Linked DNA regions of Capsicum annuum: region 2 is linked to region 1. Evidence: chromatin contacts called from public Hi-C data. All regions are on one chromosome and are shown on one strand. Each heading gives the region's core, a stretch centred on a gene start, on an enhancer-like site or on the middle of the called end of the contact. The rest is flanking DNA. Distances are from core to core; before and after follow the strand shown.

What was found. Hi-C and Micro-C count contacts between places; a contact is called where the count stands out from the background.
Region 2: a contact with region 1 is called in a Hi-C map of bud, with 2.8 times the contacts expected there. The contact joins the enhancer-like site here to the promoter of LOC107845719 in region 1. A contact is called at or near these places in 2 of 5 Hi-C or Micro-C datasets (bud and placenta).

What each region holds. Positions count from the first base shown.
Region 1 is chr10:136,269,929-136,277,492 of UCD10Xv1.1, forward strand. It overlaps LOC107845719 (protein SCARECROW), which reads right to left and starts at 4,456. Exons shown (of 2, transcript XM_016690185.2): 1 at 1,977-4,456; 2 at 1-268. The coding sequence starts at 3,979.
Region 2 is chr10:136,395,070-136,402,633 of UCD10Xv1.1, forward strand. No RefSeq gene overlaps it. Among protein-coding and RNA genes, the nearest start is that of LOC107845719, 120 kb to the left of the region's middle. Within about 2 kb of position 3,477, at least 1 of the 5 cell types and tissues checked has an H3K27ac peak or open chromatin away from gene starts, as enhancers often do. A contact at or near this core is called in bud, where this site is marked.

The sequences.
Region 1 (7,564 bases), core at 3,206-5,705:
GAACCCAGACTGTTGAAGTTTTTCTCTCCAATTATTGAACTTCACCTCGCCACTCCTTGATGGACCGCCTACAGCCAGCACATTGCGTATCTCTTTTGATAAGAGTTGTTGCTCCACGACGTGTCTTTCTTCACTCTCCTCCCCGTAGCACGCGCCTAGTGAGTCAAATAGAGCCGAGTAGTAATGTATAGCTTCAACAAACCTCCCCAAGAATGAACCCGCGTGACTCAGGTCTTGTTCCACTACAGTCACCACCTTTGGAGCCAACCTGAAGTAAAGTAAATTAATAAAGCAAATCAACTTCAGATATTTGCATACAGTGCATGGATGTAGACTGCAGATCACTAGTGATGGGTAAAATTTCAACAAATACTTTACATTTTAAACCATAATTTTGTAAGAGTAATAAGTTCAATTATAAGAACTTAATGATTGATTCCATCAATTTAAAACCTTGTATCCGCATCTATGTTTACAAACTACTCCTCCATTTACGTTTTATTTGTTCATTCTATTAAAAATATTTTTATTTTTACACATCAACTTTAGCATATCAAGATAAAAACATTTTTCTTTTTATATTTTACTCTCAACATTAATTATTTAGTTGTCAAATTAAGTGTATATATATATATATATATATATATATATTTGAGGTAAAATAAACACTAGGGAACGGTCAAGACATTCTTTGAATAATTCGTTCTAAATCATAAAAAAAGTGTAACCAATTCATTTATACAGGATTAAATCGAGTAATAGTTTCACGAAAAATTAATTAGGCAGGAGGACTCGGCAATACACACAGTTATAGAGAAGACAGCTTTTGTTTCTAAAAGTAAATGGCCTTTTTCTCCTCCTTTTTTCAGGTTAACAGAAAAAGAGAATCATCGGTAGTCAAAGAGAAAGAACTTTAAGCGCCGTGTAAAAGGAAAAATTAAATAACCTATACAACTGATTCATGCAACGAACCAACTTTTTTCAAATATATCACGGATTTCTAGGCGTGAAGTCTTCGTTACGTATACTAAACACCTAATTTATAACACATTGAGTTCTGTTCATCTAATTTATAACATATTGAGTTATGCGCAGAAAATATTCTACACTATCAGTTAACTTGATCTGCTATTATAGATTACCTAATTATTTGAATAAAAATTAAAAAAGAAAAAATTAAATAATCTGTAATAGCAAATCAAGTTTTCTACACTATCATTTCACAAAACTTAAATTCAATATTCATATGAAGATCCTTTTTTTCCTTAGGTGCGTTAAGCTGCATGTTGGTTCTTTAGCAGATAGTCCAGTAGAAATAGGTATATTTAGATCTTTTATCAACTGTTGCATTATACTAAGGTATGCACTCAGGAGTAATTTTTTGAATGGAGGAAATGAGATATATTGTCCTATTACAATTTCAAATTAAAAATTAATCATTTCATATCTTTTAGGAGTAAAAATAAAGATTCCTCACATGTAAAAGTAATTTTTTTTTTTGTAAAAAAAAACATAAAACTAAAAAAAATAAAATTGTAAAGGACCGGAAACCCATTTCTCCTTTTCTTTTTCAAGTACTAAACCAGTTCAAACTAATTAAGAAACATCACATTGCAATTTGCTCTATCAAGTTTCATCCCATATGCTTTTTATTACATATACAGTCTGCTAGGCATTAGTGTCTGTGGTGACACTAACATACCACTAAACAAAGATTGTTTCCAGTGTTTAATTGAAGTAGTCAAGGTATCAAAATGACAACGTATTTGACTAGACGACAGAGAGCTTTCAAGAAAGAAAAGTCATGGAAAATATCAACGGTACTTTTGAACTTTGTGAATTCATACATGTTAAAGCATTTTTGTAAGCTTATTAAAAAGTAAAAGATGAAATTTGAAGTCAAAAAGACTTCCACACATAGAAGTTGTCATTGTTTTTGAATCAAAAAGAGATAAAAGTGTGTCTAGGAGTTGTACCTTTGCAAGAGGGAGAGTGTATTAGAGTCGCTGCCAGTGACATCGTAAAGTGAATGTTGCAACCAATGAACCGCAACAGCTTCTCTCTTGCTTACATTCAATTTCTCAGGGTCTAAGTTTCCAACTTTGTCGGCGAGGGGTAAAAACTCGAAAGGAAGGCCTAATCTCTCAGCAAAATCTGACAATCGCTTGCCGGTTGCTTCAAGAGCATCCATAGAGGTTCCAAGCCCAGTGAGCCGAACAAAAGGAGGCCCACCGGGCCTGGAAGCCAAGATGTGAAAGAGACCGGGCCATTGAAGACCTTGCATTATATCAAGGTCTATGATATGCACCTGGTCTTCTCTCTCGAAAGCTTCTTGTATTGCTTGATTGGCTGTGAAATGTGAGAATTTTATGAAGGGGCTGATCCCGTTAAACACCTGGAAAGCGGATGCTAACTTCTGGGTATAAAGCACGGGGACGCTGGTCATTGGCAGCGCTGCGTATATTCCCAAGCATGAATTCAATAGCCTTGCTGACATGGCCTCTGAGAAATATGCAGCGACCCGCTGTGCAGATGTGCCAAAGGGTGTGGAGAGTTCGGACACTTCCAATAGCATTTTATTTGCCTCTTCTAAATTATCAGCGGATACGGCTTCTGCACATTGCAATAGCAAGGTCAAAAGGTGCAACCCTTCTTCATCCCTCTTTTGTTGTCGCTCTTCTTCCTTTTTCTCTTTGTATGTGTTGACTGGGACTGGTGGAACTGGTGTTGTAGTTTTTATTTTGACACTACTATCAGCCACCGACGTTGGAGATAGAGAACAAGAAGATTGCTGCTGCTTCTGTTGTTCTAAGTCTATTGCCGCCTGTTGCTGAGACTGAGGAGATTCTTCTTGTTGTTGTTGCTGCACTTGAGGAGAAAGAATCGGAGGCGTAACAAAAGAAAGATCTGTTGCAGTGGGATTATTACCGCCAAGCTGCTGGTGCTGGTTCACAGAGGGCGCCACCGGAGCGTTGTGACTGGCTGGCAAAGCTATTTCCCAGTTTAAGTATTGGTTATTTGAGGAATCCCGAAGGGACAAAATATTGTGCTGCAATAAATTGGCACTGTTTTGGACCTGTTGTTGTAAGCCCGCAAGCTGTGGCAGCGGTTCTTTCCTTCTCCAGCACTCCATGGGGTCATTTTGATCAGCACCACCAGTATTGAGAGAGCGAAGCCTGTACTCCAGGAGGGATGCAAGATATGGATTGCAAGGGTGGATTATCTCCCTTACATTCTGGATGAGTTGGGGCACGGATACTTGAGCGGAGCTGTTGATTAAATCCTTTATTATGCTGTCAATCCATGCCGTAGCGGACGTGCTATCCTCCATGGTATCGATTCTTCCAGTTGTAAGAGGGGAAGATACAACAGCTGCTGCCGCAGCAGTTGCAGGTTGTTGTAGTAGTAAGCCGCTGTTTTGGCGGTTCCTATCAGGAGGAAAGAGGGGCAAACCGGAGAAAACACAAACAGACGGGGATTGATTGTCGTTCTGTGTTTGTGGACCTTGTAGCTGATGATGCGATGTTATGGCGTCGGTGTAAGTTAGGTTTGGGGTTGAATTAGAAAAACCAGTATCAATCCCAGGCCCTCTAGACGTCACACCGCACAAGTTCGTGGAAGAAGGTAACATTTGCATAGTGGAGTAGTTGGAGACGTTGGTCGTCGTTGGGATATTGTTGATATTATGACCAAAACTACTGGTGGAAACGCTCATCTGAGCATGAGACCCGCCTATGGTTACCGGACGTCGTAGATACCTATGGTCTTCGCCTGCCCCCGTCTGGATCTCCATGTCGGAGGCCGCCCTTTTTCTCACCATTTTGCCGCTGTCACCGTGGAGAAGACCTTGACGGTGCACGTTATTGATGTCCTTGCTTGTAGCCTGAAGCTTCTCTCCAGTACTGCTACCGCCAACGACAATCTTTTCACCGGTAGTATCCGTGCAGTTCTCACCATTCAGAGGAAAAGCCTTTGCCATTATGTATAAAATAGATTCTCAAACTTATCTGTTGATTTTTCTGCTTCATTATGCTACCTATTGACATCGGTTTAATAAAAGCAGTGACTAAAAGAGCCAGAAATGAGCAATAGTGCTTAGTAGATGATCCAAGCATATAACGCTTAACAAGATTTAGACACAAGCATTGGGATTCTGTGGTTTAATTTCTCTTCCAAAATACAACACAACAAGGGTCCTCCTCCTAGGGCTTTCCTACTAGCTCTACTATGCTTGTTTATAAACACTTGACTGCTTGCCTTTTGGATTTATATGCAATTTCAGTATTGACAATGAGAAAGAGGCTGAGGAGGATGGAATTTATTGACGACATAAAGTGCGAAGTTGTTGAAAACTTATTAATCATAAAAAAAATATTGTAATCGATGAGCTATCTTTTCCTCTTTTTCCCCCCCACACCACTTTTCAATTTTTATTGCGGCTACTGGTGCTAGGTCTTTATAGATTTCTTTTTCTATGCATAATCCTACTATTTCCTACTGGGATTGCAATGTTGATAGTGTGAACATAGTACTCCTCCGTTCGGATTAATTGATTTTTACTGACACATCTATTAAGAAAAATATTAATTAAATATTTATTTTATTAAATTAATTTTATTAATTATGCTTTTAAAGTATAAAGTATAAATATGAATTATATACTTTATGTAATTATTTAATAATAAAAATAATTTTTAAAAAATATATTAATTTTTTTTATTTTATAAATACAATAACTAAATTAAAATAAATATTTTTAACAAGTTTGTCAATTCATACGAAACGAAAGGAGTAATTTTTTATATACTTTATAGTCATGTAATGAAGAGAGTTGATAAAAAGGGTTGGGTCCACACGAGGGGGTTTTCAAGTTTACTGAGGAGATGGGTACGTTTCTCTGGCAAGTTTGGGTTTCTGGGGTGCTGGGGGTGGGGGGTGTGCCTGTTGGCTGGAATGATGGAAACTTTTGTTTGCTTCTTTTCTGGTCTCGATCAGTGAGTCGTCGTCTTCGTGCGTTTGACTTTAGCTACTTATTACTTCTTCCCCGAGGTCCTTCATGCTCCATAATTTTTAAGTCCTAGCAATCAACGCACACCTCTGGTCCACTTGATTGCTTAACTTTTAAATTTGATTCAAAATGTTTACGTTTTTAAGAGCTAAAGAACGTCTTAATTTACTTTTCAAATTATTATAATCATCCATCGTAAATGGTTGTACAAATTTTTTAAAAGAGAAATCTTTCAATACTTATTTCTTAACTGTTAGGGATTGTTTGGTTAAAAAATAAGTTATGCTCAAATTAGTTATATTAAAATTACCTCTGGTCCACTTGATTGCTTAACTTTTAAATTTGATTCAAAATGTTTACGTTTTTAAGAGCTAAAGAACGTCTTAATTTACTTTTCAAATTATTATAATCATCCATCGTAAATGGTTGTACAAATTTTTTAAAAGAGAAATCTTTCAATACTTATTTCTTAACTGTTAGGGGTTGTTTGGTTAAAAAATAAGTTATGCTGAAATTAGTTATATTAAAATTAGTTGTACTAAGATTAGTTATTCTGTTAGGGGTCATTTGGTGTGAGGTGCTAAAGCGAATAATTTTGAGATAAAATTTTTTAATGCATGTTTGGTTGGTAATATTCGGGATAACTTATTCCGGAACTAATAAATAATATTCGGATAAATTATTTACCCAATTGGTGGGATAATAATCTCATCATAATTTATCCTTGGGATAAATTTATAAAAGGTCAAAATTATAAATTTTGTTTGTGTTAAGATGAAATTTTTAATGAATTAATCCTCAATATTTTTACAAATATTAAAATTATTAGAGTTTTAATTAACTTATCTTCAATTGAGTAATATTTACCGACAACCTAAATTACCTCCAAACCCCCAAATCTATATTAACCTCTTATAACTAATTTTTCAGCCAAAGACAAATTTAATTAACTAGCGCAGGCCTTATCGTAGTTATAAGCCATTGTTAAACATTTGAATTGAAATATTGATCACTATATTATATGAGTGATATGTGTTTACAATCGACTCCATTGTTCAATTACATATTTTAAATTAAATAATTTTTTAATCACTTGAAAATAGATATTGTATATATCAATTAAAATAAATTTTAATATTCTATATTATATGAGTGATTTGTATTTAAATGAAGTGACATAAATAACAAGTCTTTTTTTATTTTAACAAATTTAAGTTGGAAGTTTTTATTTCAAACTAAATAAGATGTAGTAAGATTTTTTTTTAAACATACACGGCATAATCATGGAAAGACACATGTAAAAAAAATAAAACTAAATAAGATGAAAGTTTTATTTTTAAAATACATACGATATAATCATGAAAATGCGCACACACAAAAAAATTAAGCTAAATAAGATGAAAGTTTTATTTTTAAGAATAAATATTTAAAGCTTGAAAAGAAATATATATATAAAAAAAAAGTTAAATAAGATGGAGGGTATTTTGGTAATCAATTAATTTATTCTTAGAAATTATATCATGCATATTACTTTGAATACAACAAACCAAACACTCAATAAAAAATAATTTTAGCATAACTAATCTCAGTATAACTTATCCCATCATAACTTATCTCAGCATAACAAATCTCAGTATAACTACATTCCCAACCAAACGACCCCTTATTATTTTTAAGTGGTTATTTGGTTTGTGGTACTAAGAATAATATGCATTGCATTCTTTTTTAAAAACAAATTTTGTTTACAAAAATGACTTTCACCTTATAGCTTAATTATTTTCCTTCATATTAAGCCATATAAAAGAAATAAAAAACTTACTATTTTTTTAACTTATTAGTTTCTTTTATCTAAAAATACATGTTAAGAAATTTTTATGTTAATATTTCTTAAACGTGCATGAAGTTTTAATATTTTATGTTAAATTACTTATTTTGTCCTAAATTCTATAAAATATTGATAATCTTGTTTTTTTGTTAAAAAAAATCATCATAAAAAAATGTGAAAAAGAATTACTCTCATTTTTCATTATTTAGTATTATTAATTGGAGAGTCAAATTATATTTTTTTAAAATTAAATTTTTAATTTTTTTTTAGCTAAATGTAAGGAATAATTCTTTATTTAATAATTAAGCATGTATTAAGTTTGAAAGGGAATGTCAAGATACTTTAATTACTTGTCCTTGATAAATTTATTAGGAAAAATGAAAATTTGAAATAAGATTAATAAATATATCTACAAAATAGAAAGACAATGAATCCTTCGATCAATCTTGAATTTGATTGTATAAATATGAGTAGTTTTTATAGTGTTACTATCATTTTTCCATGACTTATTATTTTTGTAGCATTTAATAAGCTCATAAAATTGTTCAAATTTAGCAAATGAATAAAAAACTGTAGAGTAATTAAAATTTAAATTAGGGATTAAATTGACTAAAAAACTTAGTGTGAGGACTACCAAAATCTCACGTTCTCTTTCTTATATATATATATATATATATATGTATGTATGTATGTATGTATGTATGTATGTATGTATGTATGTATGTATATGT
Region 2 (7,564 bases), core at 2,227-4,726, 120 kb after region 1:
CAGTTTTTCTTTTTCTTTTTTTGTTGTTTTCTCTTTCTTTTTTCTTTTTTCTTTTTTCACCTTTTCTTTTTATTTTTTATTCACTTTTTCCTTTTTCTTTTTTTTTTCTTTTCATTTTTCTTCTTTTTTTTTTTGTATTTTTTATCCTTCATTTTTTTCTCCTTCTTTTTCTCTCATTTTTCTCCTTTTTTTTTATTTTCAACTTTTCTCCTTCTTTTCACTTGTGCAAGCTAGCAAACACAAATACAAGTGCCAACTATAAAATACAAATACAAATGCGATTATAACATACAAATACAAGTGTGAACTATAAAATACAAATTCAAATGCGAACTATAACATATAAATATAAGTGTGAACTATAAAATACAAATACAAATGCGAATTATAATATATAAATACAAGCGTGAACTATCATTTGTATTTTTTAATTATTGAAAATGAACAATTGATTTTCTTTCTTCGAATACTTGTTTGTATTTATTGATACTAGTTGTATTTATTTATACAAATAAATACAACTCAAATTTTTATACAAATACAATAAATACAAATACATATTGTATTTGAATTTGTAAAATTATTTCTTTCATTTGTTTGTCATTGTATTTGTATCAAGTGATATTGTTTATTTACAAATATGAATGATAATTTTGATATACAAATACAAAACGGTTCATTTGTATCAAATGATTACATTACATATTTATATATTTTAGAATCACAAAAATATAATTAATGCACTTACTTGTTTGTATACAAATACAAATGATAAATTGTACATAGTCACGACTAAATAAAATATGCAATCAACTTACAAATACAAATACAAAATAATTTCTTAAAAATAAAAAGGTAATGAAGAAAATAGAATACAAATACAAGTATAATTCAAATATAATCTAAATATACAAACACAATAAAACTATAAAATAAATATAATCCAATATAATATGCAATCAATTATAAAATACAAATACAAAATAGTTCTTTAAAATACAAGTGTGAATTATATAAAATATAAATGATGGCGCAAACTAATAAATACAAATACAAGTGCGAACTATTAAATACAAATACAAATGCGAACTATAAAATATAAATACAAGTGCAAACTTTAAAATACAAATACAAATACAGTTGTATCAATAAATACAAAATTATAAATGGCGGTGTGACTACAAATACGATAAACAATTATGGTATTTATGTTATCATCCATGACTTGTGCTCGACTAGTCATATTTTTTAAAACTACAAAAAATATAAAATAGAACAAAAAAATAATAAAGAAAAAAAAGAAAAAAAAGAAAATAAAAAAAATCAAAGAAGAAAAGAAAAGAAGAAGGAGAAATAGAAGTTAGAGATTGAAGATAGAAAAAAATAAAAAAACAAAAAGAAAGAAACGAAAAAAATAAAAGTAGGAAAAAAATAGAAAAAAGAAGAAGAAAAAACGGAAAAAACACAAAAAATATAAAAATATAAAAAAAGATAATGGTAGTGTTAGGCAAGAAAATATTCAGTTCAATGAGATAAGCGTGATTGAGATTTTTGTCTTTTTAAAAATATTGAATTTCATTTTTGGTGTGACTAAATAGGGATTATATTCATATTGTATATGAATATATACTATCTGTAAAACCGAATACAGTGGGCATAAATCGAATACAACGGCTATTAATGGTAATATGTAAAATGTGGCTATGGAAGATGGGTTTTATAGCAAAATCCTACTATTTTTGAAAGATCCCCTTTTTTAAATCATAGTAATGGTTAATTGAAAAACCGATTTATTGAATTGAAAAATAAATCTATCATTTGTTTTCACTTTATATTAAATGAAACATATATTGATTTGATATTAATATTATTTTAAAATATTCTCACATAAATGAAAACTGTCAAGTTATTTTATATTTAAAACTGTAAATTATAAAATTAAAAGTATATCAGTTTTAAAAGAGAAGAACTGTGTTGTTAGTGTTACATTTCTATTAGGAATTATTTGTTCTATTTTTTCAAAAATAAATTTTAGCATTACTTAAATTTTAATTGAGAGTAGCTATTCAAAATTCAAATTTTTACAATTTTATGCTCTTCCTAAAAAAAATTGCACCTAAATTAAAGGCACACACTAATCCATTTCTATCCGCTCTAAATTATCTTTTTGAAAAAGATTTTTTTAAAAATAATTTACCTAAATTAACCCAACCCACATTTGTATAACTTTCCATTCCCATTGCCATGCCCACGTCTGGAAAAAGGTACATATCTTTCCATGATCACATTCAGACACAATTGCATAGGACACAAATATATATCACACTCATCAAACCAATATATGAGAGCTTAAACATAGACTCTTATGAAGAACATCAAACTGCATTGCATTATTTGACTTATCGTAACATTTATTGAAAGTTCATCTACAAGTCAATCAAAAGTATATTTTATTATTTTTCATTCATGCATTTCATACGTGGAAATATCATGCACTTCTTAATATCTGATTTTATTTGTATTGCAAATGCCATGAATGTAATTATATTATACCAAAAGCAAAAAAATTATATTAGAAGAAAAGAAAAAGCACACGAGGTATACATGATGAAAGTGTTTTGGTTATAACATTATTTATGTGTATTATGTTGACTTTGATTTCTGATGACAATGTTTTCTTCAATCGAGTTCAATAAACATTATATTGATTAGTTGGTCATGTTCTTATTTTGTTTTAAATTGCATTTGAAAGTTCAAGCTTGTCAATCCAATTAATTTAAAGGTTAGTGTTTTTTTTTTTTTTTTAATAAAAATTACATTCCAATGTAATATAGATTTGAGTGTAGAAAAAAAATTATATGTTGCAATATTATGTCAAATTAAAAATCATATCTTTCACTATGCTTCATTATAATTGGACTTACCAGAAATTTGAATTTAAGTTGAGGAAGAATGGAGTGACAATGTTGATGAGAATCATTGATATATTAATTTATGACCAATAACATAGGTTGAAATCCTTTCTTCTTCTTTTATTTCCTATTTTACTATGTAATTTTTTCTCTCTTTTTATGATTGTTCATGTTTGTAGTGATACATACTACATGTAAACTTATCTTTCAATTTCTTCTTTTAACAGTCAAATCCCCCATTAACATCATTATTTTAACCTTCAAATTTAGCTTTCTCCATATTTTTAATAGTCAAATTCAACAACTCATTCACCCAATTATTCATCAAATTTGGGAAGTAGATCAATTTAAAGTGAATGATGAATTAGAGACGAAAAAATTTCTAATAGAGCCATTTTCAGTGTGGTTGACTATCTCCGATATGTGGTTGACCATCTCCAATATGTGCCACCAACTCAGTGAATGATTTTGTATTCTATTCAACAACCCTTTGATTTCTTTTTGCTCTATTTAACAACCCTTTAGCTCAAACATTGAAAGAAATTATATGCGATCTTCCTTTTTCTGCTTGTGCTTTTGTAATGTAGATATGGACAAACAAGAAAGCTATTTTTTTCAAGAGTTCGAAAAATGAATTGTGGTGATGATTTGCTTAAAAAAATGGAGTTGTTATGAAGAAAAAAAAATGGAGTTGTTGGGTGGGGAAGGGGATTGCTATGAAGAAGAAAGTGGAAGTTGACTTCTTTTTTAGCTTTATATATATATATATATATATATATATATATATATATATATATATATAATGAGAAATTTAAAAGTTGGGACCCACTTTTTTCATTTTTTAAAAGACATTAACGCGCTAATTTTAAAAAAATTGCCACGTCAGCAATTAGGGTAGTAAAAAATTTACTTTAAAGTTGTTAAGGGGGGTAAATAATTACTCGATTAGTTTAGGATCTAAAGTAAATTTTGGCTACAAGTTTAGGAGTATTTCGATGTATTATCTCTATATAAATTTAAATTTGTTTAAACACCTATATATTTTAATGTTTTCAATTGTGAATAGGGAAGTTACCTGCATTTAAGTGTTAAAATATTCTACTTTTAGTTGCTGTCATATTTTAATAGATCAAATCTGTGAAAAATATTAAAATATGAAATTTTCAGAATTTGAAATACAGTAATATCAATAACATTTCTCAATACTATGCTAATGAAAGCTAAGATTTCCCAAGAAGATTCATTTGAAATTCAAGTGAATTTTTTTTAAAAGTACTAACTAAACTGTCCCATTGTTTAATTAAGTAATGATGCGTTAGTAACTTTTAAAATTTTTAAATTTTTTTTTTTTTTTAAAAAAATCAAAATATTTAAAACAAATAATAATACAAAAAAAGATAGTTTAAAAATGTAACGACCCGAGACTACTTCCTAGTCGTCACACGGTGCTTACAACCCCGAAGAATCACAAGCTAACCCATGAATGATATCTGTTGTGAGCACTGAATAATAATACTGTAATTAATGCGAAAAATGGACTAAAATACCAGAAGGTTCAAAACATCTGAAATACTGACAAATAACAACATCTGATAAAAACTGAACATTTTCTGAAAACTACTTTGAAAAGCCTCTAACTGAATCTGTCAGAAAGTGGAGTTGATGGGACCATCCCCCAACTAACTCCATCTATTGAACTAATACATCTACTAAAATATGAAATAGTATAATATCCTTGAATGATGAGGACTCATTGCTAAATCTACTGCTGCTGGCTAAACCTGAATCTACTATGCATGATCGAAAACCTGAGTGTCCGAACCTATGATATGAAATATCATAGCGTGGAAAAGTATGCGTCAGTACGTGGGAATGTACTGGTATGCTAGATGAGGTAATGCTGAATACAAGGGTTCATATGCATGAAGATATAACTGACTGAATGAGAATAACTGAACATGAAAGTACGTGGAGAATCTGAGAATACTATAAATACGAATCTTAAAATACTGTAAATACTGAGAATGCAATTTGTGCATATACATATATATATATATATAAACTATAACTGAGCTTTTTTTATGCTAAGTATTGAATTCTGATAATTGATACTGATTGATTGTATCTGACAGTTCTGATTTTGTAAAACTGAACTGAGTTCTGAACTGAAGACTGAAACTGAAATTGTGGAAGGTAATCATCTAACCGACATGACCCAAATATGAACTGATAGGGGTCCAACCTGTGACCCCAGTTGGAAGGGTGCTAATACCGTGCCACGGGTACTAACACTAGAAAACCAGGATGCCACGCCTAACTGACGGGTGACACCTGGGCAGAGCCAAGACTAATTTGACGGGTGACCCCTGAGAGGTAGTATAGCCTAGTCTGATGGGTGACTCTTCATCCTACACTGACTATGCAGTTCTAGAGTACAGGGATTACTACTAACGACTCTGCCTATCTGACGGGGAAGCCATCATCCCTGCTCTCGCTCGGTGCTGAATCCTACTCCCAACTGAAAGACACTGAACTGATCATACTGGACTGAGACTGAGTTTACTGAGTTTTCCTAAGTTTTGTAATTGACTGAGTTCTATTGAGTTTTGTAACAAACTGAGAGTACTACTGATCGTGACATAACTGATACTATTATGTAACTGACACCGACTTTAAGTAACACCTAGATTATCGGGTATTAAATACCCCCAAGACTCGATAGCATGAAAAGTAAAGCAAAGCATAATCTTGAATAACATGGCAATGTTCACTTGGTCATAATTTATTCATAGAGACACTTTATCAAACACTTGTAATGCATTAACTTGTACATGAATGGGATCACATAATAACATATCATGCTTTTACTAGTCAATTCACATAAGTATTTTATCAAACACTTGTAGGGAATAAGCTTGTACATGATTAAGATCTCATAATAAAATCTCATGAGTCCTCTATCTACTTCACATAGGCATTTTAGCAAATACTTGGGGAGCATGAGTATTTCATATGATAATGGTCATATAAACATCATGAATACAACACTTAATTTCAAATTCGAGGATTTAGCATGTAATTCATATAATTTCCCCTTAATACTATTCTATTTTTCATGAATCTTATCATAATCATGGATTGAAAACCAAATCAACATCATAGATGCATTAATCACTTTATAAATTTAAGGATCTATCAAGATAACACATATTTGTTATACATGCTATTTAATTTCATGAAACTTGTATTTAAATCATGGATTGAAACCCAACTAATATTATAAGCATGAATTCAATCTAATTCAAATATGGAAATCATAAATACATCATCTTTGTACTTTAAAAAAGGATTCTTGGACTTCATGGGTGAAAAGGACCCATGAATCAACATCTAACATACCTTAATTTGTGAGATTCTTTAAGTTCTTGAAGGATTTCATGAGCTTGACCTTGATTTCTTGAACTAGGAATTTGCCCTTTGAGAGAGGATGGCTTGCTTCTTGAGAAAATAGTGAATTAATAAGCAATTTATGCTGTTTTAGGATTTGATTGCGTGTTTAGGCTGATTGGAGGTGAGGGAAAAAAAACCTTAGTGCCCTCAAAATTAAAACTCGGAACTGACTGAAAATCTAAATTTTGTACGCTTGCGCAACGCGGCGCTATCCCGTCGTGTCACTGGAAACTGATGATTGGGAACTGGGTTGATGGCACAACGCGGCGCCATCGCGGTGCCTCACTGGTTGAGAATTTTTCCTTTGGCGCGACGCTCCATGATCTTAGAGTCATACTGAAAAGTGATAATTGGGAAAAAGTCTTGTGGCGCAAGGCGGTGGTATCGCGTTGTCTCACTGAAAATGATAATGCCATTTTGACTGCCTCCGCGACGCGCTGGAGTACCAGGTAGTACACTGTCTTACTAAAATGACTCTAACTCTTCGCCCGGTGTTGGATTTGGGAGAAATTGATATCGATGGAAAGTTTATTCAATTTTCCACGCAATGAAAAGTCAAAATCTTGAAAATTCCATATGTATAAAAGTGTATTCATCTTTAAAGCAAAGCTTAATATTCTAGGGACGAATTTTAAGCTAAGAAAAAACATGGGGTGTTACAAAAAATTCTATATATGTACATGTCCCTTCCCTATTACCCAACTAAATTACAAACACAATTACACAATTATTTATTAATAGAAAATGTTACTGCAGATTTCTAATAAATATGAAATCTTATACTTCTTTCTGTTTTATTTCACTTTTCAATACATTTATATATTACTTTTAAAAATAATATAATTAAAAAAGGTATTTTATATATAATATAAATTATTTTAATTTGATTTGAAAAACAAACACATTTATAAATAATTACTATCCTTTTTGACCAGCATCCTTTTAATCATAAAAGAAAAAAATGAATAAAATAATAAAAAATATTTTTAAAAAAAGAGTAAACTAAATAAAACTAAACCATGCACGTCCATATACCCTAATTCCCCACTAACATATACAGGTTTACACACACAACTAAGAGAAAAAAAAAATTAACTTGACTACTTTTTAAAGCAATCACATACAATTATTTCTTATCTCCTTTTGATAAATTTTTCCCAAATCAATATTTGAATCAGTTTATGATTTTAAAAAAAATTAAC